Regions from separate parts of the Mus musculus genome. Here regions 2 and 3 are each linked to region 1. A link is a contact called in public promoter capture Hi-C data. All regions are on one chromosome and are shown on one strand. The core of a region is the stretch at or near the end of the contact, and the rest is flanking DNA. Distances in the headings are between cores, read along the strand shown.

Evidence for each region. Promoter capture Hi-C pulls out the DNA fragments that hold promoters and counts their contacts.
Region 2: a promoter capture Hi-C map of liver shows a contact between it and region 1, with 2.8 times the contacts expected there. The contact joins the promoter of Kcnq4 here to the promoter of Hpcal4 in region 1. A contact is called at or near these places in 8 of 39 promoter capture datasets (cranial neural crest, embryonic stem cells, hippocampal neurons and 3 more) and 1 of 9 other capture datasets (embryonic stem cells).
Region 3: a promoter capture Hi-C map of hippocampal neurons shows a contact between it and region 1, with 2.3 times the contacts expected there. The contact joins the enhancer-like site here to the promoter of Hpcal4 in region 1. A contact is called at or near these places in 7 of 39 promoter capture datasets (the 3T3-L1 cell line, the C10 cell line, cranial neural crest and 3 more) and 1 of 9 other capture datasets (embryonic stem cells).

What each region holds. Positions count from the first base shown.
Region 1 is chr4:123,180,765-123,185,261 of GRCm38.p6, forward strand. Hpcal4 (hippocalcin-like 4) reads left to right here and starts at 2,740. Exons shown (of 5, transcript NM_174998.4): 1 at 2,740-2,860; 2 at 2,989-3,092.
Region 2 is chr4:120,744,885-120,749,381 of GRCm38.p6, forward strand. It overlaps Kcnq4 (potassium voltage-gated channel, subfamily Q, member 4), which reads right to left and starts at 2,515. Exons shown (of 14, transcript NM_001081142.3): 1 at 1,976-2,515. The coding sequence starts at 2,292.
Region 3 is chr4:120,879,824-120,884,320 of GRCm38.p6, forward strand. Rims3 (regulating synaptic membrane exocytosis 3) reads left to right here. Exons shown (of 8, transcript NM_182929.3): 4 at 3,252-3,393. Among named protein-coding and RNA genes, the nearest start is that of Rims3, 27 kb to the left of the region's middle. Within about 2 kb of position 2,603, at least 78 of the 459 cell types and tissues checked have an H3K27ac peak or open chromatin away from gene starts, as enhancers often do. A contact at or near this core is called in hippocampal neurons, where this site is marked.

The sequences.
Region 1 (4,497 bases), core at 1,490-3,989:
ACTGCTCCAGAGATGGTAGATGAACTTGCTATGTGAACTTGTGCCCATCACTTTTCTCAGCACCTTCATTTCCTCGGCTCTCAGATGCGAATAACAACAATACCAGCTCCGCAGAGTTTTTAGCGGGATAAGTTAGGTGATACAAATATAATACTTTCCCTTTGTCCATGGAATATGTGTCAAGACACACAGTGGATACCTTGACTTCAGACAATCCAAAACTGTAATTTGTTGTTGGTGATTGGTTTTTGTTTTGTGCCAGGTAACTCTGAGAACTCATTATAAAAACCAGGCCAACTTCACAGTTACTTTCCTGCTTCTCTGACTCCTGAATACCGTGATTACAGGTGTATGCCATCACACCTGGCTCAACCCCTGTAATTTAACGCCTCTTTTCCTTCTAACCGAAGCATGACATTTCCAGTGTGGTGTACAAAAGCAACTCTAGCACATGGTTCTTTTTCCTTCGTCATAATTCCATGGATTTGTTCTTCCTGTAGCGCTTCACTATCAACATATACTTGCCTCACTAAGTCAAGAACTCCCAGTTTTCACTTACAGGAAGACTTTTACAGCTTCTCTTTGAGACATCCAAATTGCCAGAATTCCTGTTCTGGTTGGGCTATTAAGTAAAACACACTCACTTACAAATACTCACTAGCATAGCTGATCTCAGTAACTAAGGGACAGATGGTATATACAGAGTGGATATGCTGGACAAGAGGACAGAGGCTTAAAAGGAATGGCAGATTTCATTATGGCAATTAGGACAGTCTACCGCTTAAAACTTGTGGATTCTGTGTTTCTGAAATTTCCCATTTGGTGTTTTGGGCTGTGACTGATTGCAGATAGTGGAAATTGTAGAAACTAAGACCACAAATAAAGATGTACCGCTGTGAAGTTCTAGCACAACGTAAGCTTTCAACAAAGTAAGCTATTGTTAGGGGCGCTGGAGTCCAAGGAAAGCCCTTGGATTCATGTCTCTATAATTCTAAAACAATCACACTTCCTTTATTCTCCTTCTCTTCTCTCCACTGAGTCTCTAGTACCAGCTCCCACATTATACAGACTGGGAGGTCGTGGATGAGGGAGGGCTTGCTTGAGATCATATGAGGGTCCCTAGAAACAACCAGACTCCATTTTAGGTGTTCAGGTATCACTTCCAGCAACCCATATTCTCCTCACTTCCCTGCACGTTGGGTTATAGTTAACTGTAACCAAGCACTCTTGCTTACCACTTGAGGGTTTAAAGCACGGAAGGTACCCGAGAAGGACTTAAGGCTTTTAAGGAACTTCATGAGTCACCAACCAAAGATGCCATGGATGTATCTCCTCTTTGACTCGAACACGGAGCTCCCAACCGTATGCTGCAACCCCAGAGAGAAGGCATATCCAGCTGCTAGAACGGGACAGCGCAACTGGCTTAAGAGGAAATGGATAGCTCTCATAAGGAAGACGCGGGTCCTACTGGTTTCCCCTGGCTGTGCTTTGTTTGGGAGTTTCTAAGACCAAATCTCCAAAAACCGGTTCTTTGCCTGTCCTTAGTCCCCCAAACAGCGCTCATCTCCACCATTTGCTGCCTGGACAGAAATCCGGCCTCTTCTGCATCTGCAATCCCATTTAACCAATCCCCCACGCGTCCCGCCCCCACTTTTGGTAGATCCCTTGAAGTCCCTCCTCCGCACGTGGCCCAGCCCAGGGATCTCTGCTCCCCTTTCGCCCTGAGTTTGGCGTTAGAGCTCTTTCCCACCACCTTGGGTTGTGAGCTCTCAGACACCAGTACATCCGTGGCGACTGAGCGGGCTGTGACGAGACCCCCAAGTGCGGAAAGGAGGTGTTTTCGCCTCCCTGAAACCTTCCAGACCCGTTCAGTGTAAACCGCCTCTGGTTTGTGTCAACATCCGAGGCCGGAGACTGGCGGCGGCTGGGAACCGGCTCCATCTAAGCGACGGGAATGCGGGAGGGTGGGGAATGGAGCAATGCTTGGCGTACTGTAAAGGCTCCTTCTGGAGGAGAACCAACAAGTCTTTTTAGGGGTCCTCGAGAAGTAAGGATAGAGCCTGACAAGAGATCTGACTTAGAGTTGTGGGGGTGGCTGGAGGGAGCCCACGCCCTCGTGTGTCTAGGTAGAGGATACTTCCACATCCACCCAGCTCGTGCCGCACCCACCCTCCCCTCTGCTAAACGGCGGGAGAGGAGTGGGTGTGGAGGGGCACTGGTGCAAAGCCGCGAGTTCTTGACCACCCCATCTCCCCTTTTCCACCTTGCCACTCCGCAGCTCCTCATTGATCCCCTCCAGGTACGGGCAGGACAAGAGACGGGGTCGCATCTTATGAATCACCCCCTATCTTACCCCCACCCCCGCTGGGGCCCAGGAAGAGAAGGCTTAGAAATTCAACTGTGGTTCTTCTGTTCCCATAGCAACGGTGCGGTTGTTTTTTGCGAATCCACTTTAATCATCGGTACTTTTCGCTCCAAACTGTGACCCAGGCTCTGAGCCTCAGGGTTGAGGAACAGATGGGGGTACAGCCCTCTACAATCCTGGCGACTCCGGGAAGGTCAGCGCGGGCGGACGGGCGGGGCGCGCTCTTGTGGTAGCCTAGACTCACAGGCCACCCCATCCCCACCTGAAACCCTGCCTGTCACTCGGTGCCAGCCGAACCAATCGATGTCCAAAGTTGCTGAGAGGAGGCGGGTCTTATGCAAATCGTGTCGCCTTCGAGAAGCAAATAGTGATACAAGAACTGGGGAGGCGGCTCCGACGCGGACCCTACAGAGCCTGTCGTCCGCCTGATAGCCAGCCTTGTCCCCGCGGCCGCCCAAGCTCGGAGCCATCTAGCGACTCGGCGAGCGGCCTCAGGTAATGAGGGTGGGGCCGGGCCCTAGAAGCAACCTCGCGGGGCGGAGGCCCTGAGCCCCTCCTCCTCCGCCTTCCACTCCCATCCTCATCTGCTCAGATCCATCTTTCTGACCCTGGGTCTGTCATAGGTGGACAGCCATCTGGGAAGCCCGCCTTGGGCCAGGAACTTTCACTTCAAGCCGGGTCTCCAGTTCAAGAAGGAGGTACAGCTGCCTCCTTACCCCCAGCTCAGGTAAGAACAACCATTCCTCTGGCTCCAGTGCAAACACACGCGCACGCGCGCGCACACACACACACACACACACACACACTCTTACTTGGGGGTGTGTGGTGTCACTGGTGCTAGAAGAGAGGTTTCAGTCACCCTGTGTTCTCTTGCCTCTAGAACCAAGCCTCATGGAAACCTCTACTTGGAGGTAGCCCACACCGACACCAATAGTTCACTGTCATTCCCATCTCAGGGTCTTGTTCCCCAAAAGACCTCGATAGCAAATTCATTCTCTGACTACACTCTCTCTGCCCCTTATGCTGACAGCTCACAGCATACCTAAGGAAAGGATGAAGACCCCTGAGGCTCCTACTCCAGACCCATTCACCATCTCCCTTCTAGTAGCCTCCCAACTAGACAGGGGTTCCACACTCTTCTTCCTTTATCTTGCTTGGAGCATAAACCAGGGTTGCTCCTCCCAGAAGACCACCCCATAGCTCTAGCCTTTAAACCTCATCATCCCTCACACAGGAACGCACCAGGTCCTCTCTCTGTAACCCGGTCTTCTCTGTTCCTTTTGTGCCTGTTGCTCCCTCTCTCGGCTTCCTGTTGTTTGCAGAGATGAAGCCAAAGATGAGTCCATGTGGGCTCATTTTCTCCTTTCCCTATGTCTGAATGAGAAAGCAGAAGAGTGCAAGCCTTGCCTTCGCCTCGATCTCTGCTTGACTTTAGCCAAGGCTTTTCCCTCTCAGATTCTTCATGAGATAGGCAAAGAGCAGGACAGAGGAGGGTTCGATGAGATGGTCTTGAGTAGCCTTCCAGGTCTGACATATTCTGGTTCCACAGCTGATTACAGGAGAACAAAGCCCTGTTCAAACCATTAGGATATTTCTCAGAGGAGACCTGAGAGGCCCCATCCATCACTGTAGGGACATCCTTTTCACTCAGGCCAAGGTTCAGGCTACTCCCTCCTACATATCCTACAGCCTCATTCTCTTAGGGGCCTTTCCAGACCACCAGGCCACCCTGGCATGAAAGCTCCAAATTATAGGTGGTCAACACAGCTCACCTTGTATGAGTCACTTTTGCCTTTTATTATGAAGGGGAGGAACAAGACCTGGTTGTTACTGCCATTGCTGCTGCTTGTGGAAGAGCAAAGGGAGGAGAGGGAAAGAGAAAAATCTCCTGACCAGGGAGCTGTTGTCACCATGGCAACCGCTTCAGCACCAGCTTCTCTGAAGCTAGGCGAGGGTGTGGGATTATTGCCTCCTTCAGTCCCTCCTACTTTTTACTGTCATCTCTCCACTTGAACCCCCTAACCCCGGACCCCCTAGAAGAAGCCTCTGAGCACAGAGGAGGGGGCAGAGATTTTTGAAGCAAGGAGTACCTCCTCAAGTGAAGCATAGCCCTCCAGAAGGTACGACTTCAA
Region 2 (4,497 bases), core at 1,265-3,764, 2.4 Mb before region 1:
CCCTAGGGCTCCAATTAACGCTTCCATCCTGAGCTCCTGGAGACAAGTGTTCTGGACAGGGCTGCCCCTAGCCAGGGCATTCCTGGCATCTGGAGAGAGGCGGATGTGGGGCAAAGGTGTCATCCGATTTAGCTCCTGGTAAGAAGGGAGGCCCCTCTAAAGAAGCTACAGTAGTGGTTGGTCAGGGTTAGGCTGTTTTCATCTCTACTTGACGGCCCCAGCCTGGGGCCAAGGAACTAAGTTAGGAGCCAACTGACTTCTCTAGGCCCTGCCATGACTTGGAAAAGTCACCTCCAGGGAAGAGCCTGTGGAAAGCATAGCTGTGCCCTGTGTCTTAGCCTCCCTAGGCACATAAGGGGCTCTGGCGTATTAATGTTCAGTGGACACTGGAGCCCCTAGTCCACCAGCATTGAACTATATCACTCCACTGACAGCTACATCCAACAGACGTCCGTCCAGGTCTTTTGGGTGCACTGAGATGTGGGCTGCCCCTGATTATTCACTGGGATCCAAAGCCTGGCCTTACACCCAGCAGAGTCTCAGCCTGGGGTCTCTGCACAAAGCCACAGCTGCCACTCTAAGTATTCTAAGTGGGTCTGTAGAAAGTTCCCTTTCTTTGTTCTTCCTGGTACCATCTTCCTCTTCCCCTGAGATTCTGTACCCAACCCCCCACCCCCCGGACTCATGGGGCAGAGGTAAGAGGGCATACAAGGAGGACAAGCAGAAAGACACGGGTGGGGAAAGCCAGATAGAAGGGTGGCCAAGCAGGTGAACAGAGAGATAGACAGATGGACACACAGACATCAAAATAAGTAAGAGGATAGGCCCACAAAGCACGAAGACAGACAGACCAACAGAAAGGCTGTGGGACAGACAGGTAGAGAGATTAACAGACAAGCTAACTCACACACAAAGGGAAACTCAAGTCTTGCATAGGGACAGATTGTCAAGTGACTATCAGGTGGACAAAGCGGGCTGCCCTGGAGACCCTGGAGCAGGCAGTGGTAAGAGCAGCTCATTGTCTCTCCCAGGCACTTCTCAGCATCTCAGCACCAGGCCCAGCCCTTTAACCGATATGGCCTGGGCCTCTCATGTTCCTGGTCCGACCAGGCCTTCCCCCAAGACTGCCTTCCGAGCTGCCAAAATTCACTCTCTACATCCAAGAGGGGTCAGTGTTTTGAAAGTTGTAGGAGCCTGCTGAGAGGAGGAGGGGCCCCACAGCGGCATTGTTTCCAAACATACCCCTCTCTTCTTTCTTTTTCCCCATGCTCAGAGCCAGGCCTAGTACAGCTGGCCAGCAAGGCAGGAGAGCTGGGCCCAGCCTTCAGGGCAAGGCAGGACAGGGCAGGGCAGGCAGGGCAGCCTGCTGCCTTGGGTACTTCGAAGTTGAGGGTGCGGAGCAAGACTAAAGAAGACACGGATAAAGTTGGAAACAGCACACAGGCCTGTCAGAGCCATAGGGACCCTAGACAGCCCTGATCTGGGTACAGCCTGTCTCTGAAGAGAGAAATCTCCAAGGGGACCAGGTGGGAGCACAACATAACTACAGAGCCTGAGGGGAGAAAAATAATGTAGGGGCTAGGGTCTTCTGTGTCTGGGACACAGGGAGGGTGAGGTGAACAAAAGATAAGGAGAGTCCCACTTTAGCGGCTTCGGACTTGGTAAAGCAGAGAAGAGCAAGAAGCTGAATGACGGATCAGAGCAGTGGGGCTCTGCGATCAGGATGAAAGTAAGGAGAGCAGGCAGAAGAGGTTAGACGCCAGGGCAACAGGGGTCAAGGCTGGGAGATCAGGGGTTAGGTCAGGCTGGGAGACCGAAAAGGGGGCACAGGCCCAAGAGGGGAACTGAGTGAGGGTCTGCCCCGGGGCAATAGGATAGAGAGGTGGAGCCAGCGCGGGGTGGCGGTCCCCAAGGAGTCTGGCTCATGCGGGGTCAGAGCCGGGGCACGTCAAGGGGTGCGGGGGCTCCAACTTACATGAAGACGTGGTAGACGAAGGCCCACCCGCGGGGCCGCTCCAGCACGTTGTAGACCCAGTTCTGCAGGCGGCGGTAGCGCTTCTGCGCGGCGGAGGAGCGCTGGCCGCCGCAGGCGGAGCCCGAGCCGGAGCCCGGCCCAGGGAGGGGCGCGCCCGGCGGCAGGGGGCTGCCCAGAAGGCCGAGGCGACGCGGAGAGCCGCCCCCGCCCGCCTCGCCCTGTTCACTCTGCACGGCCGTGAGCGCCACCAACTCCGCGCGGGGGGCGTCCCCGGGCGGGGGGCCCAGGCCGAGGCGGCGCGGGGGGGCCTCGGCCATGGGCGGCGCCGGACGGGGGACCGGGGCGTTGCGGGGCGGGGGCGCGCTCGGGCGGCTCAGAGTCGCATGGCTCGAACCCCGGGCCGGCGAGGCGACCCTGGGCGCGCACGCAGGCGGCGGGGGCTAGGGACCAGGCCGGGTCCGTGCGGGGTCCGGAGGCGGTCGCTCGGAGCCTCGGGGCCGCGGGAGCCCGTACTGACCGCCCGCTTCCCCGGCGACTGGGGCGGCTCTTTCCGACTCCAACTCTCTTATTACGCGCTCCATGCCGCTCGCCTTTCCACCTGCCGCCGGCGCGCCGCTCACATGTCACCCTCCCCCGCCCCGCCCCGCCCCTCCCCCGCCCGCCCCGCGGCCGCCTTCCCAAATCGGGGAGGGAGCGAGAGAGAAGAGCACCGGGAGGGGGACCCGGGTCGGACGCGGCGGAGCAGGGCGCGCGGTCCGCCCAGTCGGTGTGTCCCGGCCCCGAGCGCGTGGCGCGGGCAGCGCGCCGGGCCCCGAGGCCGGGCGTGTACGAGTGGTGTGGCCCTGGTGGCCCGCTCTGGGGAGGGAGGTTGGGACGCCTGGTGAGTGGTTGTGGAAAGTGGAGCGTGGAGTGTGGAGTTGTGGCCGCGGTAGCTCGAGGGACACTTACATTGTAGAGTGGAGGTGTTTGTGTCCAGAGAAGTGCCTACTTGTGAGAGTTGGCTAGCCAGCCGTGGGTCTGCGTGGGTTCAGAGTGAGTGGGTGGATGGATGGATGGATGGGTGGGTGGGTGGGTGGGTGGATAGATAGATGGATGAGAGTACAGAAGAGTGTGCAGAACCGGGCAGTACAGCGCGATGGGTAATGTAAGCGAGGAGGTGTGCCCGTCGGGTCGTGCCCTCGGTTTCTAGTGCAGGGTGTTTAAAATGCGCTGAGGGCCGAGTGAAGTTGGGACAGCAGCTTCCGTTCCTCCTGCTGTTGTTACTTGAAGGGCCCGGTGCCCTACAGCTATCGAGAGATGTGTGGGGTGGTGTAGCTCACAGTTGTGCCCAGATGCGTCTCTCCTCCCGTCTTGTTGATGAAGGAGGAGACCCCAGTTGATCACCCTGAGCAGAGGGGACGCTCCCTCCCTGATTACGTACCTGCCCTCATCTCCCCACTCCATCTCCGCTCCGTGGGATTCACACCCGCCACCCCCTTCTCCCACTCTAGCCCAGAAAAGCTTGTTTAGGGCAGATAGAAGTATAGAAATAAACGTACTAGGGGCCAGTATTAGGGGAACGGACAGAGCACTCCCAAAGGCCTATAGCACCCCACCAGGACTTTCTCTAGGAGCACCCCTCTCCAGCAAAAAGTTCTCGGTGCCTGACCTCCGTCTCCGCTGTGAGCTGTCTGGCCCCTTTTCCCTCGCCCTCCTGACCGTGTACTAGGTGATGATTCGGGTTTGCTGGCCCTCCTTCCTTCTTCCCCAGCCTAAAGCGATGGCCAAACCAGACGCTCCCGCTCCCTCCGCAGGCCCTGCCCCAGGGTGAAGCGCTTCCGCAGCAAACTCTTCTTCACTCCTCGGGGAGGATCTCGGGGGACACAGCTAGCTGGAAGGGGGGGGCGGGCTGCAAGCTCGATTCTCAGCTGTCAGCAAAGGCAGCATTGATCTGCTGAGCGCCAGAGCGGGAGGGCTGGAGGGAGGGCTATGGACCGTGAGGGTGGGTAGGATTCGAAGTTCCCAAGCTACCTTTGGCAGCCTGTACCCCAACCCCTAGCGACCCTTACCCTCCTGCCCAGCTGGGATGCATTCTGGGGTCTGACCTGAATCTCTCCCACTGCTGCTGGTGCTGGGAGTGCGCAGTGCTCCTGCATAGGTCATGCCCTGACCTACTGAGAACTGAAGGTTTCTAGACTTGGGGGCGGGGGGGGGGTGCGCACTATGGTTGCAAGTGCCAGGGCTAGATATAGCTATCTTCTCCCTATAAGCTGAAGCCCGTATATCCCCCACCCCATATATGGCATTGTCTCTCCTGACTGGTAAACTGCAAGTTCTCAATCAGAGGCCCAGGGATGGGACTCAAGTCAAGAATTCAAATTACACAACGGAAAGTGGCTGCTGGGGTCTTTTGAGGCTTTGATCTTAGCTGAAACGGAACTTGAATTCAGGTTGCCCTTATCAGCACTTGGGATATCTAAAATTGGGTCTGTTCTGGGAAATCTGATCCTCCAGTTGAGTGCCACCTATGAACCCATGCTCCC
Region 3 (4,497 bases), core at 1,353-3,852, 2.3 Mb before region 1:
ACTTCTCTGAGCCTGCTGTTTGTTGAAGACGTTAATATATGCTTTGTAGGGCTAACCAGTTCGAGGGGGAAAGGTCTTGCAAACTCAGAGAGAAAACCTCCCTCTGACTTTGTTCCCGCCCAGCCTAGGCCCCTGCTGAACCAGGGAGTTAAGATAGATGTGCGAAGGTGCACAGCCTCCTGTGACTGGCACGTGGGAGACGCTCGGCAAAGTGTTAATACTTTTTTAAGGTTTATTTTTATTCTCATTCTCTCTCTCTTTCTCTCTCTCTCTCTCTCTCTCTCTCTCTCTCTCTGTGTGTGTGTGTGTGTGCGCGCGCGCGCGCGTGTGTGCGTGCCTGCGTGCGTGCATTCATGCACATGCACGAATGCATGTACAAACTCTGAGTATGCCAGTGCCTCAGCCTGCAGCATCCTCCTGGATGGGAGAATCAGACAAGTATGTGGTCACCTCGCCATGGACATTGCCCCAGGGATTGCTGCTCTGAGAAAAGATCCCAGAAGGGGACCCCTGTTGCCCTAAGTAGAATGGCTTGATTGCCTGTAGAACTTGGCTATGAGGAGGGATTCTTTTCCTCAGCCTAGCCTTTGGGGCTCTGGATCGTCTCTTGCAAGAACCCCACCCTCCCAGTTCATGAGTAGCCTATGCTGGCTGTAGCCCTGCCTGATCCTATTTGTTCCTGAGCCCAGCTCATGTAATGTAATGTCTAGTCTGTCACACCAGTCCCTCTGGTCCCCTGCCTGTCTGCCCTCTTGTAGTTTATCACTATGCTTCCCTAATGCAGATCTCTAAAATCCCACTCTGTGCTTTAGAGGGCTAGTTCTGGCTCCATAGCTTTCTGTGGAATTGTCAGAAAGTCACTTTCCAGTCAGGGCTGTTTCCTCTTCAGCAAAATGGAGCTAACAATGCCCTCTCCCAACTTCTTCTGAGATCTGTCAGTTCACCGAATTGTGGGAACAATGAAGGGTGAGGAGTTTGGGGATCCTAGGACCTATGTAAAATCTGACCAGACATTAATCAGGCAGATCCACAGAGGGTCATGCTGGGCTGAAGCAACCCCCTTCTAAATGTCCAGTACCAAGGACAGAGCCCTTCCTTCCTGTGCTGGCTGAGTCAGGGGCTTGAGACTTGTGGAAGATGGCAGAGTGTAGCTGCAGGCCATGGCTGCCCATCTTTTGTATGTGATGGCACAGAGAGAATGGCTCCTGGAAGCTTTCTCCAGGGAACACTGAATTATTGCAACCATTTGGTCTGGTTTTCTAGAGGGAGCACCATAGTTATTCCCTGGTTCAGCAGGGGCCTAGGCTAAATGGGAACGAAGCCAGTGGGAGGATTTCGCTCTGAGTTTGCAAGACCTTTCCCCCTCGAACTGAAGAAGCCCGAGTTTAATCTCTGCTGAGTCACACCTCCAAGAGAGGAAGTAATGGGAAAGGAGGGGGGTGGCATGTCAGCAGACAGGCAGTCTGAGGGCCTCCTGGCTAGCTCCAGCTCTTTAGCATCAGAACCCAGACTCCTCCTCACTGAAGTGATGGAGGGGCCTAGAGAAGTACATATCTCCGACCCTCCAGGAGTCCCCCACTCATGGGTACTCACACTGGGTTGGGCAAGTCTTATCTAAGAAGGTGATTTCACTTTCAAATGGGTCAGAGCTTTCCCAGGCTCCAAAAGAATGTGTGTTGAGGGGGTGAGGATGTGAGGGGGAGGCAGGGTGACTTTCAGCCCCCATGGCCATCTGTCTTCTGAGTTAGAGGGGAGTCGGCAGTTAGGAGTCAGGGACAGAGTCCCATGGCAGGTCACACGACATGGGTGGGTGGACATCATGTGTAGTGAGTAGATGGGCTCAATTCTAGATGTTAAAGATCATATATATACAACCTGTTTGACAGTGCACACTCTATCCATGCAAGACCTGGAGGGCCTGTGTGACTGTGTATATACAGACACATGATATCATACATGAAGTTATTCACATATATGATAGTCAGCACTCCTGTGTGTCTGTCTTATGCGTGTGTAAGAAAAATCTGTCCAAGCTAAAATGACTCTGTGTGTGTGTGTGTGTGTGTGTGTGTGTGTGTGAGAATGGTTCCTGGATGTGCTGGCTATTCTAGCTATCTAGACTAGATAGGCCACATTGAGTTTAGAAGCCATATTCCTTGGCACACTGTCCTGTTCTCTTTGCCTCCCCTCCACCACCCTATCTGCTAGAGTTTGCCCCCTTGGCCTTCTCTCATTCAGTGGGGACTTCCTGAAGGGTAAGTGGGGCAAAACCTCCCTTTCCTAGGCTGGGGACTTGACTGTTCCCTCCATAGCCCATTGGCTGCCTTCCGGGATGCGTGTGCTGCTACTCTGCCCTAGGCATGCTTGTTGGCCACTCCACTAACAGTTTTCTTGGGCCTGTAACTGGTGGCAGCAAATGGCCCATTTGGTACAGTCCCTATCTGAGTGCCACTTCCCTCCCCATCAAGTTGCTCAGCCATCAAGCTTTAGCAGGGGAGTCCCTGCAAAAACCCCAGCCTGTCTTCCCCCAGCCCCACCCCCGCCCAGGAGGAGAGCTGTCTAGAGGGACCACACTGCAATGCTAAGAAGGTTGCCATGGAAACCCAGGCAGGCTGGTGTGCTACTCAGAGAGGGAAAGTGCCCTGTGTTTCCTGCCAGGCTGAGGGGGGTGCGGGGCTGGGGCCCCTGAGCAGAAGCTACAGAGACAGGGTGTGTGTGTGTGTGTGTGTGTGTCGGGGGGGCTGGGGAGGTTCTTCTGTGGACCTTCTCAAATCCAACATCAGTCCTGGTGAAGCTAGTTACCCGACTCTGACCTTACATTCATGATGCTCTCCAGCAGGCTTACTTGAGAAAACAAGTTTCAAATGGCCAGACTTGTAGTGGCGCAGCAGAGGGCTTTGGAGTCTGGTCAGATATCTAGAAGAGAAAGTAAACCCGGAAATCCTAGAACAAACTTTCCAGAAGTGAGAGGAAGAAGCAAGTCTTAAGTTTTGGGGTTCAAGATGAAACAGAATGGGAAGGTAGAGAGGGGGAGCCTAGTGAATGGTGAGGGCCCCAAGACTACAGGGCTGTTTACTTCCAGTTGAACTTCTATGTCCCTGGGCAGCTTTGGGGTCAGCTCAGTGGTGTCCCAGCCTTGGCAGATCCCCACCTGCCTCTGTTCAGAGAATCTCTTTGGTAGCACTCTTCAAGAAGCCTAGGCCATGTTTTGACCTTTTCCCCCCTCTCTCTCCTTGGGATGGGAACCCCAGAAGGGGCCACCAAGAAGCTTCGAAGCAACATCCGACGGAGCACAGAGACTGGCATTGCAGTGGAGATGCGGAGCCGTGTAACCCGCCAGGGCAGCCGGGAGTCTACCGATGGGAGCACCAACAGTAACAGCTCCGAGGGCACGTGCGTGCACCTGCCACCTGGCTTTCCAGCCGAGACGCCTGCATCCCCCTCCTGCCCTAGTGTCCCCTGTCCCCTCCTACATAGATATCTGCATTCCTCCCCCCCGCCCCAATCCCAGCATCCCCTGTCCCCTCCTACATAGCAACAGCTCCGAGGGCACATGTGTGCACATGCCAACTGGCTTTCCAGCCAAGATGCCTGCATCCCCCCTGCCCCAGCACCCCCTGTCCCTGGGGTCCAGGTCTCCTCGGAGGCCCTGGGCACATTTTTTGTTCTTTTATTTTGAGAAGGAAATTGGGGCTCCTGCCTCCCATTACTCACCCTACACCCTGCTCCAGAGGACATAGACAGAAAGGAAACTGTGACCCTAAATTCCTTCTAAGCCTAAACCCATTTTCATGGCTTAGTTGTGTGAAATCTTTATAAATCACCTTGCTTGGAGATTAGGGAAGAAACTTGGACTAGATCCATGTTTTAAAAACTGTCACATCTTACCTGTGACTCACAGGCAGGAAGTAAAATCACTGTAGTGGGTCAAAAGCAGCACTAGCGAAATAACTAGATAATACAGGTGTCCCCTGTGTGGCAAGGGTGGATTGCCTGGAGAACCTGAGTTCTTTATCCAGGACGTCCATGGGGGGGCTGGGGTCTTAGCAGTCTTTGTTTTCGGTTTGGTTTTTTGTTTGTTTGTTGTTGTTGTTGTTGTTGTTGTTTTTTTTGCATTCGAGTTGCAGTAAGCGTTTGAAGGTCATTGCTTAGACAGACACTTCACAGATCTGTTCTAAATTGGGCTTTGTAGATTTTGTGTTTCATCAGGCCTCTATAATTTTCAGTCTTGGGATCCTGTGGCTTATTTAATATGCAGTTATTGTCTCTCACTACTGTACAGAGACTTTGGCATCCCTGTGGGATTGGCTCCAAGACCTCCCACGGATCTAAAACCCACAGCTTCTTGAATCCCTTAAATACACTGATATAATGTTTGCATACAACCTGTACACATCCTTCTGTATACACCAGCTCCTCTAGATCGCTTGTAATTCTCCGTATAAGCTAAACGCAGTAGAGATGCTTGTTAGCCAGGCCTCACTATATAGGTCAGGT